Linked DNA regions of Sus scrofa: regions 1, 2 and 3 are each linked to region 4. A link is a contact called in public Hi-C, HiChIP or PLAC-seq and promoter capture Hi-C data. All regions are on one chromosome and are shown on one strand. Each heading gives the region's core, a stretch centred on a gene start, on an enhancer-like site or on the middle of the called end of the contact. The rest is flanking DNA. Distances are from core to core; before and after follow the strand shown.

Region 1 (3,707 bases), core at 519-3,018, 220 kb before region 4:
AGGCATGGAGGGGCCACTAAGGTGACCTCAAAAGCCTTTTCTAACACTTAGGTTCTGAGAATCTTTATTCACTAGGGTTCTAAGATTCTTTGATGAAGGACAGAAACCCGTAGACCTTTTACTGGTCTCCCTACTGCCACCACAGCGTCCAACCCTAACAATAATGCTGTACAGGAGGCAAAGCTGCAGTGCTCACTTTATAGATGAGTAAACAGTGGCCCAAACTTCAAACAAGAAAAAGGAACTTGTTTGAAGTCACCAAAGTAGCAAGGCTGCCTGAATCCAAAATCCAGGCTTGGAGTTCCCGTTGTGGCTCGTGGTTAACGAACCTGACTAGTATTCATGAGGACTAGTATCCCTGGCCTCGCTAAGTGGGTTAATGATCCAGTGTTGCCGTGAGCTGTGGTGTAGGTCGCAGATGCAGCTGAGATCCCAAGTTACTGTGGCTGTGGTGTAGGCCAGCAGCTTCAGCTCTGATTCGATATCTAGCCTGGGAAACTTCATATGCCACGGATGCGACCCTAAAAAGAAAAAGAAAAAGAAAAAAAAAAAAAAAAGACAAAATGGAGGCTTAACCCTCCATGGTATTAAGTTTTAGGAATGGAAGATAATGGTCTGACTGGCTATCTGAACACAGCAAAGGAGATCTGTGGCCAAGAGGGTGGGATAGGCTTCCATTAGGTGGGTGTGGGCATGGTGAGGCCTGTCTTCCCAAGGGCTGGTGCTGCTGCTTGCTTCAGGAAGGTTTCTGGTGGTGGGAAGTGGCAATTTTTGTGGCATCTGGTACAGGGGCTGTGGGGGAGGAACTGTGATTCCGGCGTTAACGGTGGAGCTAGAGACCCCTGTAATCCGCAGCCTCCGCCATCTGGACAAACTCCCGCTAATACTGGCAGGTGGGGTTTGCCCTAGCCAAGCCTCTGCCCACTAGACACTCAACCTCAGTCTTGGCTGACAGCCCCTAGCGGGGTCTGAAGGCGGGGGCGGCGGGGGGGGGCGGGGCAGCGGGCCCAGCCCAACTGACGGGAGGCCATTCCATGTCAAGCGGTTTGTCGAACACAAGATTCCGGGGGTAGGGTGGGATTGGAAATGTCAAAGGCAACTCGATCCGGCCCATCTCCCTGTCCTGCCCAGCGTCGGGATCCAGGGGATCGAGTGACCGAGTCTACAGCCTGGAATCCCCCACCCCCCACCTCCCGCGCTGCAGCTACAAGGTCCGAAGGGACAGACTGAGGTCAAGGGACCAGTGCCCGCTGGGAACCGCGGCCGGAGGAGGGGCCCAGGTGTCCAGGCTCGCCACACCTACTTACTCGTTTGTAGGAGCGAAAGTTCAGGAAATGTCCTCCCTCGGCAACCTCCCAAGGACTTCCCGCTAGGCTCATTCAAGGCAGTCGACTCCAGAAGTGAAGGTAAAGGGGAGGCTCCCGCCGAGCCCCTCCACGCTAGCTGAAGTTGAGTGGCAACAGCGCAGCGCGGGGCGCCGCCTCACTGAAGACAGCTGAGGCCCTCCTCGGGCCCCGCCCCCTGGCCGCTCGGCCACGCCCCGGTCTTTTGGTCTCGCCTAGAGTCGTGGAGTCCACCTGAGTCCGTGGAGCAAGACCATCCTCCCACAGTGTCACGAGGACTTGAGGCCACGCCCCTTAGCTTCCGTGCCTCCCCCTACACCCCCGCGCCACTCCTCCTCTGCTCTGTGCCCAACTCCGGGCAGCTTGGGCCCTCTGCCAGCCTGGAACCTCCCAAGCCCGCCTCCTCAGCCTTCAGAACCCCGCCCCCTCCCCCGCGGCCATTGCTTACCCTCAAGAGGGCGGCTCTCTGCCCCAGGCCTGCTGGGAAATGTAGTTCTGGAGAAAGGTGCAACTGTCGAACTTTATTATATAGAGTCCTCCAACCTCTGGGCTAAATTTGGGAATCGTCTGAGGAGGAGAGAGCTGCCGGGCAAAGGGGCGGAGCCGAACCCTTGGGATTTATTTTTCTCCAGATGTGAGCAGCTTGAGGTCGTCTGGGTATAACGCTTATTAGGTCTCCATAGGGGAAAAATTTCACCACATGGTGTTAGGGTAGCGAAATTCTGGGAGGATCTCAGTGGTTCAATGCAGGTTAGATCCAATCAAGGACCCCACAGAGGGAGCTTAGTTCCACCAGCTTGGAGGCCCAACCTGTACATTCCCACTAGACCAGACCACAGCATCTGAGATCAGGAACTGAGAAGACAAGCTTCTGCTCGGTATTTTGCAACGCCTTTCCCCATCCACTGCCCCCCACTCCCCTTGATGAAAGCCATTAGAAGTACCCATGCTGGAGTTCCCACTGTGGCTCAGTGGGTTAAGAATCTGACTAGTATCCATGAGGATGTGGGTTTGATTCTTTGTCTCCCTCAGTGGGTTAAAGGTAAAAGGATCTGCAGTTGCCCTGAGCTGTGCTCTAGGTCACAGATGCAGCTAGGATCTGGCTTTGCTGTGGCTGTGGTTGTGGCCAGCAGCTGCAGCTCTGATTTGACCCCTAGCCTGGGAACTTCCTGTGGCCCTAATGACAAAAAAAAAAAAAAAAAGAAAGAAAGAAAGAAAACCCATGCTACAAGGAAGTGGGCATGCCTCACCATACTTCTCCCTCCAGGGGGAACTGGGTGCAAACATACGGAAGATCCTAGAGATTTTGGAACACCCCACCCCTTCCTCCCAGGGCTTTGTTTTATAATTTGAAATTTCTTGGTCATGAAACCCTTCAAAATTGTTTGGACCCCTTGGACTTGGGTGGGCATGGCAGCAAGGGTATCTGAACAGAGACTTTTAGGCTGTGATGGAGGCTCTGGGAACAGAGATCAAGAACGTTGGGAATAGGGACATGGCTCTGACTGCAGAATGGAGGCATGGAGGTGAAGGGACATCTAAGCTTGGGGGATAGTGGGGAAATGTCAGCTGTAGGGCTCTCCTGGGGTTGAGAGGTAGATGGGCCCTCCCGCATGGCTAGTTTGGGCTCTGAGGTGGAAAGGAGGAGGACATGCCCCTCATAGGAATATTATGTGTCAGGAGGGCACTCCGGACCACCCAAGGGAAATATTGAGGTGATGAAATGGACAAGGCGACTTTGAGAACTGCATCGCAGTTGAGGGGGCTTGGCAGAGGCCTGAGTGACTGGCTCCTCACTGCCAGATCCTTCTGGGGAAGGACACTGGCGGCAGGCTTTAGGGTGAAGAATTTATTTATTGCTCAGCCCCCTTAGCCCGGCCAGTCTGGGGTCTACCAGCAGTGGTAGTCAGGATAGGTCTCAGACACAAACTCAGGGTGGACAACATAGTTGTTTCTCTGGGGGCCACCAGTCTTCTTGAAGTGACTTGTGTCCCATCTGTGGGGAGAGATGCGTCAGCTCTTTTGGACCCTCATACCTGCCTGGCAATTCTCAATGCTAACTCCTGCATTTTGCTCCACAATTCTCAATGCTAACCTTATTTCAGCATTTTGCTCCCAGCTCCCTAGGCTCCAACATTGACCTCTTAACTTTAGGTTCTACAGTTAAATTTTAGATTCCTGATACCCGCTCCCTAACAGACTTTTTACCCATTATTCCAAGCCCTGAACCTAATGTCCTGATCTCTTGACTTTAAGTACCATGGCCAGCCTGTAACCCCTCAATGCCATCTCCATGCCCTCTCATGGGGGGTCCTCATTTAGCAGCCAGTTCTGACTTCCCCATGGCACCACCGCCCCCTGGTG
Region 2 (3,195 bases), core at 510-3,009, 160 kb before region 4:
CTCCCCCAGCCCAGCCCACTCAATGGAGCCTCCTCTGGGAATCAAGGAGTGCACAGAGCACTTCCATCTCTCACCTGGCCTAATCAGGGCCCTGCCAAGAAGGCCAAGAACTCCTCTTTTTGATAATGAGAAGAATAAACCATAAACCATTGTCTCACCTTTTCCTGTAAAAGCTCCCTTAGGGAAGCACTTGCAAAAAAATGGAAATCACCAACTCCTTAATCACCATCAACCTTTAGATCAGACATGATACAGTAATTGGCAGTTCATTTTCATGTGCATGACATTATTTATTTTATAAATAGCCTGAAAGATTAGGAGCCTGGTCGAAGGTCATAGCAGAAGTGCTAGAGCTAGAGTGTGCCTAGCTGACTTCCTACCAGGGCCGTGAACAGCTCCTCCTCTAAGGCCCTCACCAGCTCTCCCTGATCTCTACCTCCCAAGGACACTCAGACCAACTCCTCTCATGGGGGCTTCCTTAGACAACCTGTCTGCTGTAGCTCAGCCCTGGCAAATGAAGGATGTGAAACAGGTTCCATCAGGAACAGGGAGGCCGATGGATGATAGAACATATTTTGCTGACTGGTTCCCTTGGTGCCAATGTTTTCCTTTTTTTTTTTTTTTTTTTTTGTCTTTTTGCCTTTTCTAGGGCCACTCCTGCAGCATATGGAGGTTCCCAGGCTAGGGGTCTAATCAGAGCTGTAGCCACCGGCCTACGCCAGAGCCACAGCAACGCAGGATCCGAGCTGGGTCTGCAACCTGCACCACAGCTCATGGCAACACCGGATCGTTAACCCACTGAGCAAGGGCAGGGATCGAACCCGCAACCTCATGGTTCCTAGTTGGATTTGTTAACCACTGCGCCACGACAGGAACTCCTGTTTTCCTTTTTTGTTGTCTGTCCTTTTGGGGCCACACCTGCGGCATATGGAAGTTCCCAGGCTAGGGGTCGAATTGGAGCTGTAGCTGCCAGCCGCAGCCACAGGAATGTCAGAGCGGAGCCATGTCTGAAACCTACACCACAGCTCATGGCAATGCCGGATCCTTAACCCAAGGAGTGAGGCCAGGGATCGAACCTGCGTCCTAATGGATGCTAGTCAGATTCGTTTTCACTGAGCCATAATGGAACTCCAGTGTCATTGTTTTCAACCTTGAATATCATCCCCCAACTTGGTCTCCCTCCCCGACTGCATGTGATTTTCCCTCCTCTTCTCCAAACTACTTACTAGCCACCACCACTTCCCCACATCAATATCCCCACTCGGCCTTTCCCTAATCTTATGACCTCCTCTGGGCCAGGGCTGGAAGCAGCGGCCCACTGAGAGCAGAGAGGACTTTCTGGAAGCTGAAATCCTCATGGAACCCCTTAGGGATTTGTAGGAGGCCCCAGTGGAGGCCCCTCTCACCAGCTGCTGTGATTTATAGGCCAATAGACTGCTGGCTTTCCCACCAGAGGCAGTCCTGCCCCTGAACAGAGCAGCTTGTAGCATTTGGTTTCTGTGGTAAAAAGAATGTGAACCCCATGCCTGACACACAGAGAACAGGACATCCAGGCTGGCACTTTCCCCTCCCTCCAGGAGCCCCAGATACTTGTTTTCATCTCCAGGAGGATGTGTGCAAGTCATCCAATGGTGGAAGGTTCAGGTAGGAGTTCATCATCAGCAGAGCTAAGTTTTTGGCTCACTAAGTATTACACATCACAGAGCTATTCATAGCTTTTCCAGCCTCACAACAAAGTGGGCTGCCAAATCCTCTGCTTTGCTACCAATGGGAGGGCGGCTGGGTTGGCTCTCCTGTGTTCTCCCATGGCTTCCACTCCTGAAAATGGACCTCATGCTGCAAAGGGAGAGGATGGAGAAAGGCTGGTTTGCAGGGATTCGGGATTCAGACTGCCCACGCAGCTGGGAGTCCCCACCCACTGGGGAGCATGAAGCAAGTCACTCCTTGTCAGAGATTCAAGCTCCTTCTCATCTTGTATCAGGGCTCAAATGTCACTTTCTTTTTCTTTCTTTCTTTCTTTATTTTTTTGCTTTTTAGGGCTGCAAGTGTGGCATATGGAAGCTCCCAGGCTAGGGGTCCAACTGGAGCTGCAGCCACTAACCTGCACCACAGCCACAGCAACGCTGGATCCGAGCCTCATCTGTGACCTACACCACAGCTCATGGCGATACCAGGTCCTTAACCCACTGAGCGAGGTCAGGGATTGAACCCGCATCCTCACAGATACTAGTGGGGTTCTTAACCTGCTAAGCCACAATGGGAATCCCTCAAATGTTACTCTCATAGGAGCTTTGCCTGACATCCTCAGTCTAATATGGAAGGCTTTAGTATTCTCTCATGCCACCTTGTTCTTGTCTTTTCCAGCACCTGTCGTAGTTTGTCACTGTAATTTTATGTGTGCATTTTATTTGTTGAGTATCTGTCTCTCCCACTAGATTGCCAGTTCATAAAGGCAGGGACCATGTTTGCCTTTATTTGTCCTATTATCCCTTGTGACTGGTACAGTGTCTTGCAAGTAGCAGATGCGCAAAAGATATATATATATATATATATATATTTGTTTTTTTGCCTTTTCTAGGGCCGCTCCCTCGGCATATGGAGGTTCAGCAACACGGGATCCAAGCTGCATCTGCGATCTACACCACAACTCATGGCAACGCCAGATCCTTAACCCACTGAGCGAGGCCAGGGATTGAACCCGCAACCTCATGGTTCCTAGTCAGATTTGTTAACCACTGTGCCACGATGGGAACTCCTCAAAAGATATTTTTTGAATAATAAATGAGTGCTCCAATCTAACTATCCCCTGCATCTCCCACAATTCCCCACAAGTACCTCCTACTCTGATAACTCCCACCCAGTTGTCTCCCTCTGGGTCTCTCCTGCTCTGCTCCCTAGAATCACCTCCCAACTCCTCCCTACTCTTACTCGTGTTTAAAGGAAGGAGCTGTAGTTTTCTATAGTTCTGCTTCATGCGAGCAGGTTTCTTCTCGGCCAGACTGGGAGCTCTGGGGAGCCAAGGAGTTAAAAGGGGAGTTGGGATGATAGAATTCACAACACAATGCATCAAAGTGGACACTCCAAATCAGCACATCATATGTGTCAAGTTACATGCTAGAGGTCATAGAGGCTTTGGGCATTGGTTGAAAACTCACTAGGATAGTCAGGGAAGGCTTCCTGGAGGAGGGGGTTTCT
Region 3 (3,525 bases), core at 902-3,401, 260 kb before region 4:
TCTGTGTTTCTATAAAATGAAACTGGGGAAAAAAAATTAAATTGGTAGTAGCACTTACCTTGAATCCCATATTAAGTGGATTTATATGCTCTCTAGCTTATGGGTTTTTTTAATTCCCTTAAAAGCAAACAAGGGTAATCCTGCACCTGCAGGTCATTGTTGATTTTTTTTGTCGATTCAGAGGACAAAAAAAAAAATCTTGTGAGATTCAAGTCCTTGACTCTAGCACAGTGCCTGGTACACAGTAAGCATTCAGTAAGTGTTGGGGTACAAAAATTTTTAAGTTTAAAACATTTTCCTGGAGTTCCTGTCGTGGCTCAGTGGTTAACGAATCCGACAAGGAACCATGAGGTTGCGGGTTTGAACCCTGGCCTTGCTCAGTGGGTTAAGGATCCAGCATTGTCATGAGCTGTGGTGTAGGTTGCAGACGCGGCTGGGATCCAGCGTTGCTGTGGCTCTGGCATAGGCCGGTGGCTGCAGCTCCGATTGGACCCCTGGTCTGGGAACCTCCATATGCCACAGGAGCAGCCCAAGAAATGGCAAAAAGATAAAATCAGATTGTTATGATCATTATACAACTACAAATGTGATAAATTCATTTGAGTAATAAAAATTTTCTTAAAAAAAGAAAGAAATGGCAAAAAGACAAAACAACAACATTTTCCTAAACACATTTAAAATATCACAAGAGCTGTGGGTCATTAAGAAACTGAGATCAACTCTCTTGGCATCACAGCAACAACAGAATGGTTTTGTTTTGGTTTTTTGGGGTTTTTTTGTCTTTTTGCCTTTTCTAGGGCTGCTCCCATGGCATATGGAGGTTCCCAGGCTAGGGGTCTAATCGGAGCTGTAGCCGCCGGCCACAGCCACAGCCACGCGGGATCCGAGCCTCGTCTGCAACCTACACCATAGCTCACGACAATGCCAGATCCTTAACCCACTGAGCAAGGCCAGGGATCGAACATGCAACCTTATGGTTCCTAGTCTGATTCGTTAACCACTGAGCCACGACGGGAACTCCAGAATGGTGGGGGTTTTTTTTGTTTTTTTGTTTTTTGTTTTTTGTTTTTTTTAATAAAGGCTAATAGAAAGTCTGATAAAATACACTGGGAGACCAAGACTAAAAACCACAAGACGGAAAGGAAGAATTGTAGCAAGTAATCCAAAAGTTTTCCCTTTCACAAAGAGTGGAAAGGCCAACCGTGAACTTTCAGGTTCTGCTGAATATGAGATTACGATGTCCTCCCCCATACCCATAAAAATAAAAAATAATCTCTGTATGGAAGGAAAAATGCGGCAGGGAATAGAGAGGAATTCAACCTATCTGAGGTGAATTAAATTTAACTCAACAAATATTTCTTGAAAAATCTACATATGTAAAGTTGCTTGCCTTGCCTCAAAGACCTCTGAATTAGATGGGACAAGAGAGGAAACGGGGGTTCGCGGAAGTACACAAATAACCTAAGGCGGAACAAAAATGCTCTAAGAGAGGTTCCAGTTAGGGTTAAGGGTTCAAAGCAAGAGACTCAGAAAAGGCTTCACAGGAGAAGCCAGGAAAAAGGCGAGTTCGCTGGACGTTCGGACACCCGAGAGAAGCCAATCCCCGGTTCCCTTGCAACCACCCGCCTCCTCACGCGCTCGGCGGGCGCCCTGCGGACCTTCTCCCGCGGGGCAGGCACCAAGGCTCCCGACCAGGCCACCCCGCCCCGGTGTTCCCTCGCCATTTCTCACCTCGGAGGCTTCCAAATTCCTCCTCGGTCAACCCTGTCTGAGGACAAGAGAAGACAACACCGAAAGGTGAGAGCCCCTAGGCGGGCGACCGACGCGCACTGTCAGCTCCGGAGCTAGAGACTGCGGCCAGGCCGCATCCCTATGGCAACGCCGCCAAGCGCTGGTTCGAACGCCCGCGCCGACGCCCGCGCGCCGGCAGTCCCGCACATTCCACCAATGGGCATCCAGGGTACTCGGGAACGTGAGCCGCCCTCTCCTCTAGAAGACCAATCAGGACCCGATGAAGCAGTGGGCGTATCCCTCAATTTCCGCTTTTCAACCAATGGTTCCGCGTAAGTGAAAATCTCGCGATGTTCTGAAAGAGAAAACTGGAGCCTTTGAGGCGGGTTCCCATCTTTTTGCCCCAGAGCTGTTGGTTGCCCAGAGCGCAGCCGAGCTCTCCGGATTGGTGGGTGCACCCCAGTCTCTGTCCAGGGCCCGCCTTCTGCCTTTTTCTGCTTCGGGTGAGTAGCCTTAGAGAGGGATCCTTGGCTTTAGTTCTCCGCGGAGAAACTGAGGCTCAGGGCAATGAGAACCTGCAGCTGAATAACTTCCTGTGGCTGCACGGTCAAAGATGGACGTGCTCTCCTCCAAGCTGACAGTGTGGCGTGTGCAGGCCAGGCCCCCGCAGTTCGCAGGATCTCAGTTTTCTTATATGCGCAGGGAGAAGGGAGAGATCAATGGCCCCGCGAGCCTTGCTTAGCCTCATGTAAATGGTGATCGAGTGGGTCTTCAGAATCCCGGAGTTCTGTGTTTAGGGCCCAGCGATCCGAGCGCCATACCTTCTCCTCCCTGGACCTCAGTTTTAACTTTGTTGTTACCCTTTAAACCCTGCCTACTTTCCAAAAGAGGTTTTATATTTTCTAATTACTTCATTTATTGAATCGATAATATTGTAATTATAGCAGAAGTAAAGTCACCCGAGAGTCCCACTACCTAAAACATAACTTACTGGAGTTTTTTTGTGGCTCAGCGGGTTAAGGATCCGCTTTGTTACTGCAGAGGCTTGGGTCACTGCTGTGGCGCGGGTTTCATCTCCAGCCCGGAATTTTCATATGCCAAAGGGCACAGCCAAAACAAAATAGAACAGAAAACTTCCTTTTTCCCTTGTGGCCTGTTTCGTACTCTGTGTATTTGTTATATTTCCTAAGGAAAAAAAATATATATGTTCGAATACCTACGTATACACATATAAATGGCAGATTAAAATAAAATGGTAAATTAAAATTAAAACTCAATGCAATGGAATAGCCAAATGCAGCTAGTATAGAGCAAGGTTGGGAACGATGTTGGGAGATAGGCAGATCTACCTTTTTTTTTTTTTTTTTTTTTTTTTTGCTTTTTAGGGCCGCAGCTTCGGCATATAGAGATTCCCAGGCTAGGGGCCCAATCGGAGCTGTAGCTGCCAGGCCTACACCACAAGCACTGCAATGCCAGATCTGAGCCGCATCTGCCACTTAAACCACAGCTTACGGCAACGCGGGATTCTTAACCCGCTGAGCAAGGCCAGGGATCAAACCTGAATCCTCATGGATGCTAGTCAAACTCGTTAACCGCTGAGCCACGACGGGAACTCCGCAGATCAACTTTTAAGTCACTATCCAGACGTACCTCTGGGCTATAGTTTCCTTTTAGCTCTCCGGAAAACTGACAGTAGCTCCATGTAGGGTTGTGGTGAAGACTAAGTGAAATAATGAAGGCAAAGCACTTGGCACAGTGCCTGACAAGTACTAATTCTTCAAAAAGTGGTAGCTA
Region 4 (3,368 bases), core at 176-2,675:
CTACAGCCACAGGACTATTCAATTGTTCAAGCCCCATCATCCCCACATAGGCACTGGTACACCATCACATCCAGAGTCAAGACCCCCTGGACAAACTGCAATTATAGATGCACAAACACAGCCGGCACTTCATACTCCCACCACCTCAGTGATTACCGCCACACGCACATCCTCAGTGACACACAAATATACCAAGTATTACAAGCAGAACAACTAGTGTTGCAGACACGCACTCCTACAGCGGCACGCAAACACACACCCAATGCTGCAGACAAGCTGCCAGCCACAGACACACACAGACGCTTCTCAGAGAGAAAGACTAGACGGAAAGAGAAAGAAAATCCTGAATTTTCAACAAGGCGTGAAATAGTCCTGCCCGCCTGAAGCTACTGAAGGGGGGAGGGGGCCGAGGGAACGGGCGAGAGCGAGAGCTAGACGCGGGAGGAGAGGCGAGGAGCCGGGGAGGAGAGCTGTCCGTCTGGTGACCTCCCTGCGGCCCAGCCCCCACGCACAGGGAGATACACTACTCTGAGCAACACAGGGACACCCAGGCCGGCTCTTGGCGAGCCGCACTAGAGGAGACACACAACGGCAGACTCACAAAGAGACGGGGAGAGACCACAAGCGGACTCACATGGACACACAACACAGGAGGGCTTACAAAGAGATACCGGCGGAAACCCACTAAATGGACACACATCCAGGCGGACTCACGAGGGAACCACAGACAGCCTCACGCCGGCACACACGCGCGCGCACACACACACACGCGCGGATTCACACGGACACACAGACACTGGCAGACGCGCAACCGTCCGTTCACACCCCTGGGCGATCTGAAGTCCAGATTCCTGCTGGAGAAGGAAGCCGCCTCTGGGCGCGCGGGGGTCACTGCGACCCCCCAGCTCCGGAATTTTCCCAGACCCTGCGCGCGCTGCCGAGGGGTGAGGGAGAACTGGGAGGAGAGGGCAATCGGCCCCTGCCACCTCCCGCCGGCCGACTGTCCGCCCCCACCACCACCACCACCACCACGCCCAACCCGCGGCGCGCCCGGACATGGGGGGCCGCTTCTCCAGCGCCCCCGCCCCCGAGCTTACGCGTAAAGTTTCCCGTGAACTTTCCTGTCCCCCTCCACCCCGGTCTCGGGCCCACTCATGTCCCCTCCCTCTTCCCGCGCGCACGAGGGCCGCGGGTCTGTCGGTCAGCCCGAGGGTTTGAAGGTCCGGCCGCGCGCGGTCCGTGCAGGGTACTCACCGCGCCCTCGGACCGCCGGGGCTCCACACGTCGCCCTTCGACCGCCCCGGCAGGGAGCGCGAAGCTACCACTGCTGCCGGATCCCGCCGCCGAGCCCCGAGCCCCGCGCCGCGCCGGCTGGAGCCGCCGCCTCCGCTGCCGCCGCCGCCGCCCGCTCTGCACCGGCTCCTCGGCGCTCGGAGGCTTTAACCCCCCCATCCTCCTCCCTCCCTCGCGCGCTCCCTCCCTCCTTCCCTCGCCCATGTGACCGCGGGCGCCCGCTCGGCCGCGCGCGCCCTCGCTCCCTTCCCCCTCCCGCCTTGTCTCCCCCGCCTCCGCGGCCGCGCGCCACGACCCCCTCCCGGCCACGGCCCCCGCGCGCCTCCGCTGTGGCACGCTCCCGCGCCCGGCACGCGCGGCCCCACTCGCGCGGGCACACTCACCCTGCGCAGGCCTGTGAGCCCCCACTCCCACTGGCCTCGCGCTGGCACGCACCCTCCCCCCGCGGGCACACTCGCCCGCACTGGCACGCGTGGCCCGCTCGCAATCGCCCTTCCTCGGGAACGCCCTCCAGACGGCCGTGGTCCCCGCGCTTCACGCGCAGCCCTGACCGCGGGTCTCAAAAACGCGCGCGCACCCACACCCACACCCACTCCGCGGGATCCCCCAGGGCCGCTGGGCGCGCACTCAACCTCCCCGGGGTCGCTCATTCACACTCACTCTCTCACTCAGCCTCGGCCAGGTCTCCGCTGTGCACACTCCCACACGTTCAGGCCCAGGCTGCCTCGCACCGACTCCCTGGCATACCCAGGGCCAACTCTCGGGGTCCTCCCGCTGGCATCTCTGTGAGAAGAAGGAGAGCCCGAGCCCCCAGGCCCCACTTTGGGCAGGGACGGCCAGCCGTCTCCGTCCCTCCCGTGGTCCTACCGCCCCCAGCAGTGACCCCTCCTCCCAGTCACAGACATTCACACCCCTTGAGCGGAGGGAAGGGGGCTATTTGCCCCTGAGACCCTGGATGGACCAGACTGGGAACCAAGACCCTCACCTCCCACCAAGTCTCCAGTGACACACCACTGCTACCCTGTCCTTCTTCACCTCCTCCCTCCGCCCCGGACCCACGGCCTCGGGAGAGACCTCCACCGGGATTGCGGGGCGTAGGGAGGGTGCGCCCTCTATGCCTAGACGGGCAGTGCCAGAGCGCGAGGGCCAGAGTTTGGCGCTGGAGGTTCGCCCCTAGAGCTTTCCTTTTTGCAGCCTGGGCCTCTGAGGGGCGGGTGTGCTCGCTTCACTCGCCCCCAGGCCTCCGGTCTGGCGACAACATGGGGGATTAAGGTTAGACAACCCGACTTCTTCTGAGGCCAAGGGAGAGCGCAATATTGAAAGGGTGAATGCCAGAGGCGGAGAACCAGTGGCCCACCCCTATCCCCACCCCACGGATTTTTCACCTGACCTTTGACCCATAATCCCTGCGCCTGGCCCCTCCCGGGAGCTGCGCAAGGGCTGGGGGAGGGGAGGGGGTGGGAAGGAAATATCTCGCTGCTTCCTCACACCCTTCCCCAGTAAGCTGCCCAGAGCGCCCGGGCCCTTTCCCAACAAATGCCTCAGGGACTCCCAATGCAGAGGAAAAACCTTCTTCCCGCCGCTGCCCAGGCTTTTCACTTTCACTTCCGTGGCTGCAGAATCCCTCTCAGTGCACCCGGCGGGGGTCAGCCGGGGCTGGGGCTCAGAGAAGGCCAGCTGGGGCTTAAGAACACATAGAGAAGTAGTGGACGCCCAGCTGAGATCCAGCTCACCCCCATCCACAGATTTCTTTATCCAGCCTCTTGGGCTCGGAGCCTCCAAGTACCCCGGCCGCGGGCGAGGACAAGGTGTGGGCACCAGGAAGGAGTTGAGACGTGCCTCGAAATGGGGTGGGGCGGAATTACACACCTCACCCGCGAACGCGCCGAAACTAGGCCTGAGAGAGGTTAGGTGCTGGGACCGGGGGTGCCCCCCCCCGCTCATCGAGGCGCCAACAGGCGTCGAGATCTGCCGGTCACTGGTGCGCGGACTTGACCTCCGGATCCTCCAGTGTCCTGGACTCAGCCTCTTTCTGCCAGGTTGAGAGCAGTGGGGAGTTCCGCCCCGACCAGCAT

What was found. Promoter capture Hi-C pulls out the DNA fragments that hold promoters and counts their contacts. A called contact is a pair of places that touch in the nucleus more often than the background predicts. HiChIP or PLAC-seq counts read pairs in DNA pulled down with a chosen protein or histone mark.
Region 1: a contact with region 4 is called in an H3K27ac HiChIP or PLAC-seq map of alveolar macrophages. The contact joins the promoter of KIAA1161 here to the promoter of CNTFR in region 4. A contact is called at or near these places in 1 of 47 Hi-C or Micro-C datasets (embryonic fibroblasts) and 2 of 2 datasets of contacts at active chromatin or transcription factors (alveolar macrophages and skeletal muscle).
Region 2: a Hi-C map of skeletal muscle shows a contact between it and region 4, with 4 times the contacts expected there. The contact joins the enhancer-like site here to the promoter of CNTFR in region 4. A contact is called at or near these places in 20 of 47 Hi-C or Micro-C datasets (adipose tissue, alveolar macrophages, embryonic fibroblasts and 11 more) and 1 of 2 datasets of contacts at active chromatin or transcription factors (skeletal muscle).
Region 3: a promoter capture Hi-C map of fetal skeletal muscle shows a contact between it and region 4, with 7 times the contacts expected there. The contact joins the promoter of NUDT2 here to the promoter of CNTFR in region 4. A contact is called at or near these places in 3 of 5 promoter capture datasets (fetal liver, fetal skeletal muscle and liver), 17 of 47 Hi-C or Micro-C datasets (adipose tissue, alveolar macrophages, brain and 11 more) and 1 of 2 datasets of contacts at active chromatin or transcription factors (skeletal muscle).

Annotation. Positions count from the first base shown.
Region 1 is chr10:32,434,410-32,438,116 of Sscrofa11.1, reverse strand. It overlaps KIAA1161, which reads right to left and starts at 1,768. Exons shown (of 2, transcript XM_021064686.1): 1 at 1,308-1,768. It overlaps C10H9orf24 (spermatid-specific manchette-related protein 1), which reads right to left. Exons shown (of 6, transcript XM_021064685.1): 6 at 3,201-3,707.
Region 2 is chr10:32,368,950-32,372,144 of Sscrofa11.1, reverse strand. All of the region lies in intron 1 of FAM219A (protein FAM219A), which reads right to left. Among named protein-coding and RNA genes, the nearest start is that of FAM219A, 15 kb to the right of the region's middle. Within about 2 kb of position 1,759, at least 3 of the 83 cell types and tissues checked have an H3K27ac peak or open chromatin away from gene starts, as enhancers often do. A contact at or near this core is called in skeletal muscle, where this site is marked.
Region 3 is chr10:32,465,461-32,468,985 of Sscrofa11.1, reverse strand. It overlaps NUDT2 (nudix hydrolase 2), which reads left to right and starts at 2,151. Exons shown (of 4, transcript NM_214309.2): 1 at 2,151-2,234. The region is part of intron 2 of KIF24 (kinesin-like protein KIF24); the gene reads right to left.
Region 4 is chr10:32,209,866-32,213,233 of Sscrofa11.1, reverse strand. It overlaps CNTFR (ciliary neurotrophic factor receptor subunit alpha), which reads right to left and starts at 1,425. Exons shown (of 11, transcript XM_021064676.1): 1 at 1,255-1,425.